Regions from separate parts of the Mus musculus genome. Here region 1 is linked to region 2. Evidence: chromatin contacts called from public promoter capture Hi-C data. All regions are on one chromosome and are shown on one strand. The core of a region is the stretch at or near the end of the contact, and the rest is flanking DNA. Distances in the headings are between cores, read along the strand shown. Region 1 overlaps Plod2 (procollagen lysine, 2-oxoglutarate 5-dioxygenase 2). Region 2 has its middle 69 kb from the start of 1700057G04Rik.

What was found. Capture Hi-C pulls out chosen DNA fragments and counts their contacts.
Region 1: a promoter capture Hi-C map of adipose tissue shows a contact between it and region 2. The contact joins two enhancer-like sites. A contact is called at or near these places in 1 of 39 promoter capture datasets (the C10 cell line), 15 of 484 Hi-C or Micro-C datasets (the C10 cell line, the G1E-ER4 cell line, the HPC-5 cell line and 10 more), 1 of 115 datasets of contacts at active chromatin or transcription factors (large pre-B cells) and 1 of 9 other capture datasets (adipose tissue).

Annotation. Positions count from the first base shown.
Region 1 is chr9:92,596,563-92,599,774 of GRCm38.p6, forward strand. Plod2 (procollagen lysine, 2-oxoglutarate 5-dioxygenase 2) reads left to right here. Exons shown (of 19, transcript NM_011961.3): 12 at 2,026-2,151. Among named protein-coding and RNA genes, the nearest start is that of B430319G15Rik, 55 kb to the left of the region's middle. Within about 2 kb of position 1,464, at least 29 of the 459 cell types and tissues checked have an H3K27ac peak or open chromatin away from gene starts, as enhancers often do. A contact at or near this core is called in adipose tissue, where this site is marked.
Region 2 is chr9:92,377,068-92,379,974 of GRCm38.p6, forward strand. No RefSeq gene overlaps it. Among named protein-coding and RNA genes, the nearest start is that of 1700057G04Rik, 69 kb to the left of the region's middle. Within about 2 kb of position 1,569, at least 9 of the 459 cell types and tissues checked have an H3K27ac peak or open chromatin away from gene starts, as enhancers often do. A contact at or near this core is called in adipose tissue, where this site is marked.

The DNA of each region.
Region 1 (3,212 bases), core at 214-2,713, 220 kb after region 2:
TATTCTGTTAGCAGTCGTAGAGCCAAAAGTGTTTAATAGTATTTACAGTCAAAAAGTGGTTGTTTAAAGGCATTTGGTCTATTTTTATATAAGCAACATTTAATTGTGTTATTAAGATATCCAATACTAGTAAATTTTCTAATTTTTATCATTTATAGATATTTTAAATGTAGACTTTCCTAAATCTCATCAGTTATTCCGTAGAGTTGTAGTTCTAAAATCCAAATTTTCCAATACTCCAATCATTCCACAGCGCGCTGTAGTTGCATTTTCTGTTGTACTAATTTCTGCTGACTCGAATTGAAATCGAATAAAGGCATTGCGGATACAAGGGTCTTAATCCTACCTGTTATAATACAGCTACTACTGAGTCTGTTGCTATTTATTCTCTGGTCCTCATGGCGCACATTTGTGCTGTGTGTGTGCGTTAATAATTGTTCCTCACAATAAAATTGAAATGTCAGCATGACTTGACTGTTACACATAGGGAGTCTGCTATGCTGCATCAGCCCATCCTGTATTTGGAGACATGCTCCTTTTGCTGCATAACATGACTCAGCACATGTAGTCATAACTTGAGTCAGCACAAGTCAAGGTTGGAATTTAAATTGTCACATCGACAGTTAAGAGCAGAGAGTATAATTGCTCTTAGATAATTGGTTGCTTATTCTCAGCTAGTTTTTCTCTCTTTTGTTCCTACCCAGGATCCCCTGTGTAGGGAATGGTACCGCCCACAATAGACTGAGTCATCGCACCTCAGTAAACAATTAAAACACCGTGAGAGATGCCCATTGGCCAACCCGATCTAGAAGTTTTTTTTTTTTTTAATTTCCATTTCAATTAGAGTCAGGAACAATCAGCACAACGGGAGGTACAACTACAGCTCGCTGTGGAATGATCAGATTATTGGAAATACCTGATTTTAGAACTATAGTTCTATGAAAATTTTTTTTCTTTAAGACTCTCTCTTCCTTGGTGATGCTAAGTTTTGTTGTGTTGAGAGTTAAAACTAACCAGCACAGATGAGTTAATTTTATGGCAGTTTGTGTAGTGCAAATGCTTGGTACTGTGTTTGTCTCAAAGGTACCACTTTCCAAATAGCTGTTAAGGCAGAATATTGTCACAGTGTCTTACTGTGTTTGCTATGGCTATAACAAAAGGCCACCAACAGGGTAAGCTATAAAGAGTAAGCTTATTATTTGACTCTTGTGGACGTGTACACTGGGTGGTTCAGCGTCAGGAGCAGGGCTTCTTCAGGGCTGCCTGCTGCTTCGTAACATTCTTCGGAATGTTCTGAGGAGAGGAGGGGCAAGAGGAAAAGAGTGTCAAGGTCTCCCTGCTTTTATAACCTTCTCTGAAGTTGATGCATTGCAGGCCACTCAAAGTCCCGTCTCAGCACAACGCGTTAGCAATTACATTTAAACTCTAGTTTCCTAAGGGACTTTGAGTTCCAGGCAAGCGTCTCTGTTTTGTTTTCTGAAGTGAAGGCTGACGTATCCGTTGCTGTTAGGCCAGCTTACAACTATAACCCAGTTTTAAAAGCCCTAAAATCCCGGAGACAGATGGTAAAGTGATTAGGGTTTGTTTTAGGAACCTTGACTCATCAGTGTCTCGGCCCATCTGCGTATTTTGTTTTTTGTTCAACAAATATTCATTGGCTACCTTAATGTTGTAGAGAGTGTTCAGTTTGCCAGTTAAACTAGAATTTAATTTAAACACAAGGAAACAATTTAGTTTTACTCTCTTCAATGTAACTAACATGCTGTTAAAAAGTTATTTTAGTATTTTGTTAGCATTTTCAATAAATGTTCCATTTTTTCTTTTTTAATTAACATAACTGAAAATTTTGTGTATCTATTGAAGAAAAGACGAAGAGACTAATATTTATTTGTGTATTACATATGTGTCTATATGTATGTGTTGTTATAATATGTTAAATGAACTTCACCATGTTATATGTCTTGCAAAATACACAACTCCAATGAATATTTAAAAGTTAATAACACTGTGGGTTTTCTGTCCTAGGAAAATCATTGCTCCTCTTGTGACACGTCATGGAAAGTTGTGGTCCAACTTTTGGGGAGCACTGAGTCCTGATGGGTACTATGCTCGCTCTGAAGATTACGTGGATATTGTTCAGGGGAACAGAGTGTGAGTTGCCTGATGAATCATTTCATATACAATATAGTGACAATATGATCTTACTAATATTACTTTAAAAACATCTTTATCTGTCTTCATTTTGCTTAGGATACATTTGAGAACTTGGAGATCACTTACAGTTACATAAAAACTTTTTTTATTTTTTAAGATCGAAAGGAATCTACATGACTAATAGGACAACTTCATTGTTGTATGATAATACTTGGTTGTCATGTGTACACATCCAGTGGTAGAGAGGAGTAGAACTCTTTCCTAAAGTTGGACAAGAATTTAGTTTATCTAGGTCATTTAATAGCTCTAATAAAACTTGTCTTCATTGTCTTTAAAATTTATAAATACAGAAATAATAATGCAGAAAACCAGAACTTCCACACATTCGCAATTTCATGAGGTGATTTTGTTGGAGCTGGTGGTAGCTTTTAATTTGTCATCTCTGTGTGTAAGATCTAATGTGTACATAAAAAGGTAAGAAACCACTGACATTCAATTGTCATCTTTTAGAGGATTCAAAAAATACAGACGCTATAGAGTACAAATGTACAAGTAATATATACTTTCTAAATGATAGCTGACATTTGCTAAAATTAAAAAAAAATTAGTCTGTCAAGCATCAAAAGAGTTTTTGTTACGGAAATGCTAGGCAAGAATGTCGCTCTTTTTTTCCCCAGATTGTAGGCTAGCATTGCCTGAGTCCTAAGTGCCTCGTCTTAATTATCAAACTCATCAGCTCAGTTTAAATGGGGAATATACTCTGACTTCTAAAAGGAGGTGCCCTTAGATTAAATAACTCATATTTTCCTTGGGAAAATTGTAGCTGTGGCAAGACGTTTTCCTTCTGAAGGTAAAGGTTGACTTAGAAGATTTTCATCTGAAAGATACCAGTGTGATAAAGTTTTTGTTATCTGATAGCATGGTAGGTAAGGGATCAGTACTAAGTCAACTCTGTTTCAGTTACTTTTATTAAGTGTAAAATGACATATAAGTCATATATTTGGTGCTATCCATGGATTTGATGGAAATGAAGGTCATCAAGTGCAGAAGAGTGCCTT
Region 2 (2,907 bases), core at 319-2,818:
ACACATCTGATCAAGAAGCAAAATTTCTATCCTAACAAATAACTTTTACACGAGAAGACTAAAAAAAAAAAAAAAAAAACAAATTTCAGACATAAATGTACAGTCCACCTAAAAGTAATTCAAATTAAGTGATAAAGATAAGAACACATTTCCAAAACACATTTAAAAAAAGGGGGGTGGGACCACAAAGGAAATGGCTAGCAGCCAGGGGTACCAAAGCACTTGCAATGCCTGTGCTCAAAAGGATAAAGAATGAAGGTTGCTGTGAGTAAGAGGTCAGCCTAGGCTACATGGCCAGCCAGGACCATATACCATGATTGAACCTTTGCACTATTGTATGCCACAGTGAAAATAGAAAAAATATAAAGATGTAATGATATCAAGTGATTGTGGATAGGAAGAATTTGAAACACAATATTTATGTTAGTTTTTCTTTTTTCTTTTTTTTTTTTTGGACCGGAACAATATAACTTTTCTCTCTTCTCCAATTTTCTGAAATAAATATATTCAATGAAAGAAAATGTATATGTAAAAATGTTCTTGTTCTCTATAATGTTACTTTGATGATTTTGTAAGTAGTAAAACAATCGTTCTTATTTCCTTGGGAGTTGGACTCTTGATGGTCTGATCCTCAGAATTCTGTTTTTAAGGTTTTATAATTACAGTAATTACAGCACAAACCATCTCTTCTCTCTGACACCTGTGACTGTACTAATTAGACAACTGTACTACATTTATTTATTTATTTATTCATTTATTTATTTATTTTTAAATTTTTGCTCTTGGTGTACATGTATTTTGAACTCTGGCCCGGATAATCAGCCAGATGGAGATTATTGGCATGAAGCTTTATCTATCTTTATTAAGAAGTTAAACCACTTTCTCTAAATATATTTGAATAATGTTTTATTTCATTAAAATCCTTAGTATGATGTTCTCCTAAAAATAAAGCACATGAAATATAATAAGTAATTATTGTAATCAACTCAAGATTCTGCTGCCCAGTTCTGACTCCTCTGTGAGTTGGCAGTCAACTGACAGGCTGGGACTAGATCACCCAGAAGGCTTTGTTCACACAGCTGCTTGTTAACTGGGGCAAAATGGGTAACAGGCCATAGATCTTTCATCACCTAGAAGGCTAAGCCAAGGCTTCTTACACTTGATGACTATGGCAGCAAAGGATTAAGGAAGCTATTTAAGTCTTCATTCTAAGTTTCAACAACTAAACTCTACATGTCTACTTGGACACTGGATTCAATCTCATGGTTCTGGCAAAATAGTGAGCTTCCCACCCTCGCCCTGTGATCACAATTACTTTCCCTCTAACCCTATGCACATTACATAACCACTCTCCTAGTATCCTCAAAAGTCTATTTGAGTTTTCGCATCAAGATCCATCAAGACTGTCAGTACACTGTAAAAACATCTTTTGCAAATACAAAGGAAGATACATGGATTCAAGAGCTTGAGGTAAAATTAAAACCAAAACCAAAAACAATGCTAATAAATGCAATCCAGAGCAGTCACTGGAGCTTAGCAGCTTTGGAGCTGCAGAGAGAGATACTGTTGCTCCTCTCTGGGGAGTTAACTGGTGTACATGCATTGCCACAGTGATGCTGGGCCTGAAGACACTGGCATTCAAATACATCATGTGCTTTGTCTATATTCAGCTCCCACACCTTCCCCCTTTCCTTTCCCCCAGTCTCATTTCTTCATAGTGAGAGAGAGAGAGAGAGAGAGAGTTTATGAATCTGTATAAAATCTAGTATCAATAGTATAAAGAAAATAGTTATTTGTCATTCTGAGTGTACATTATTTCACATGTCACAACCCAATTTTATCTTCTTTATAGCTGATTAAAAGCCCAGAGCACACAGGTTCCACATTTTCTATGTCAGTTCATCTGTTGCTAGTGAGGCAGATTCCCTAACTTGACTCTTTTGAAGAGTGTTACAATGAACACGGATGTGCAAGCATCTCTCTGATATATTGACTTGGAGTTCTTCAGAACCATATTCAGAAGTGGTATCATTAGGTCACAGGTTTCAATGGCATAGTAAGGTCTATTTTAAGTTTTTAAGGACCCTCTGTCCTGATTTCCATAGAGACTAATTTAGTTTACAGCCTTGCCAATGGAATATAAGGGTTCTCACTTGCCACACCTTTACTGTTATCTGTTGCCTTTTGTTTTCTTAATGACGGACAGTATCGCAAGTGCAATGTGTGGTTCTAACTTGGATCCCCCCACGGTTAAGGATGCTGAACATTTCTTCAACTGTTTATTCCTGCTTCACATTTATGGAATTGCTATTTGATTTTCTGGTATTTAGAGTTTCGAGTTCTTTATATGTTCCAGCTGTTGATGCTCTCTACCAGACATGTAGCTGGCAAATATTTTCTCCTACCGAAGCTGTCTCTTCCTCTGCTGGGCAGAAACTTTATACTCTTATAAAACACTACTTGTCAATTCTTGGATTCACTTCCTGAGCTGTGGAGGTCCTTTTTAGAAAGGCTTTGCCTGTATTTATAACTTGAAAAGTCTCCCCTTCTTTTTCTTCTAACAGCTTCAGATACTCAGAGTTTACAACAAGGTCTTTGATCTATTTTTAATTGACATCTGAGTAAGGTGAGAAATAAAGCTTCATCTTCATTCTTCTATGTGTGAAGAAGCTGTCTTTTTTCCAGTGTATATATTTTTATGTCTTTGTCACAAATCAGATGGCTTTATTTCTAGGCCCTGTGTCTTGATACATTTGTTGGCATTTCTGCCAACAATATGCAATTTTTGTTACTAACACTCTACAGTATAAATTGAGATCAGTATTATGATACTGTCATGTTCTTTCTACTGAAGATGTCTGTGTTTGTTTGGTATCTTTGCATTTCCTTATGATTTGAAGGTTTGCC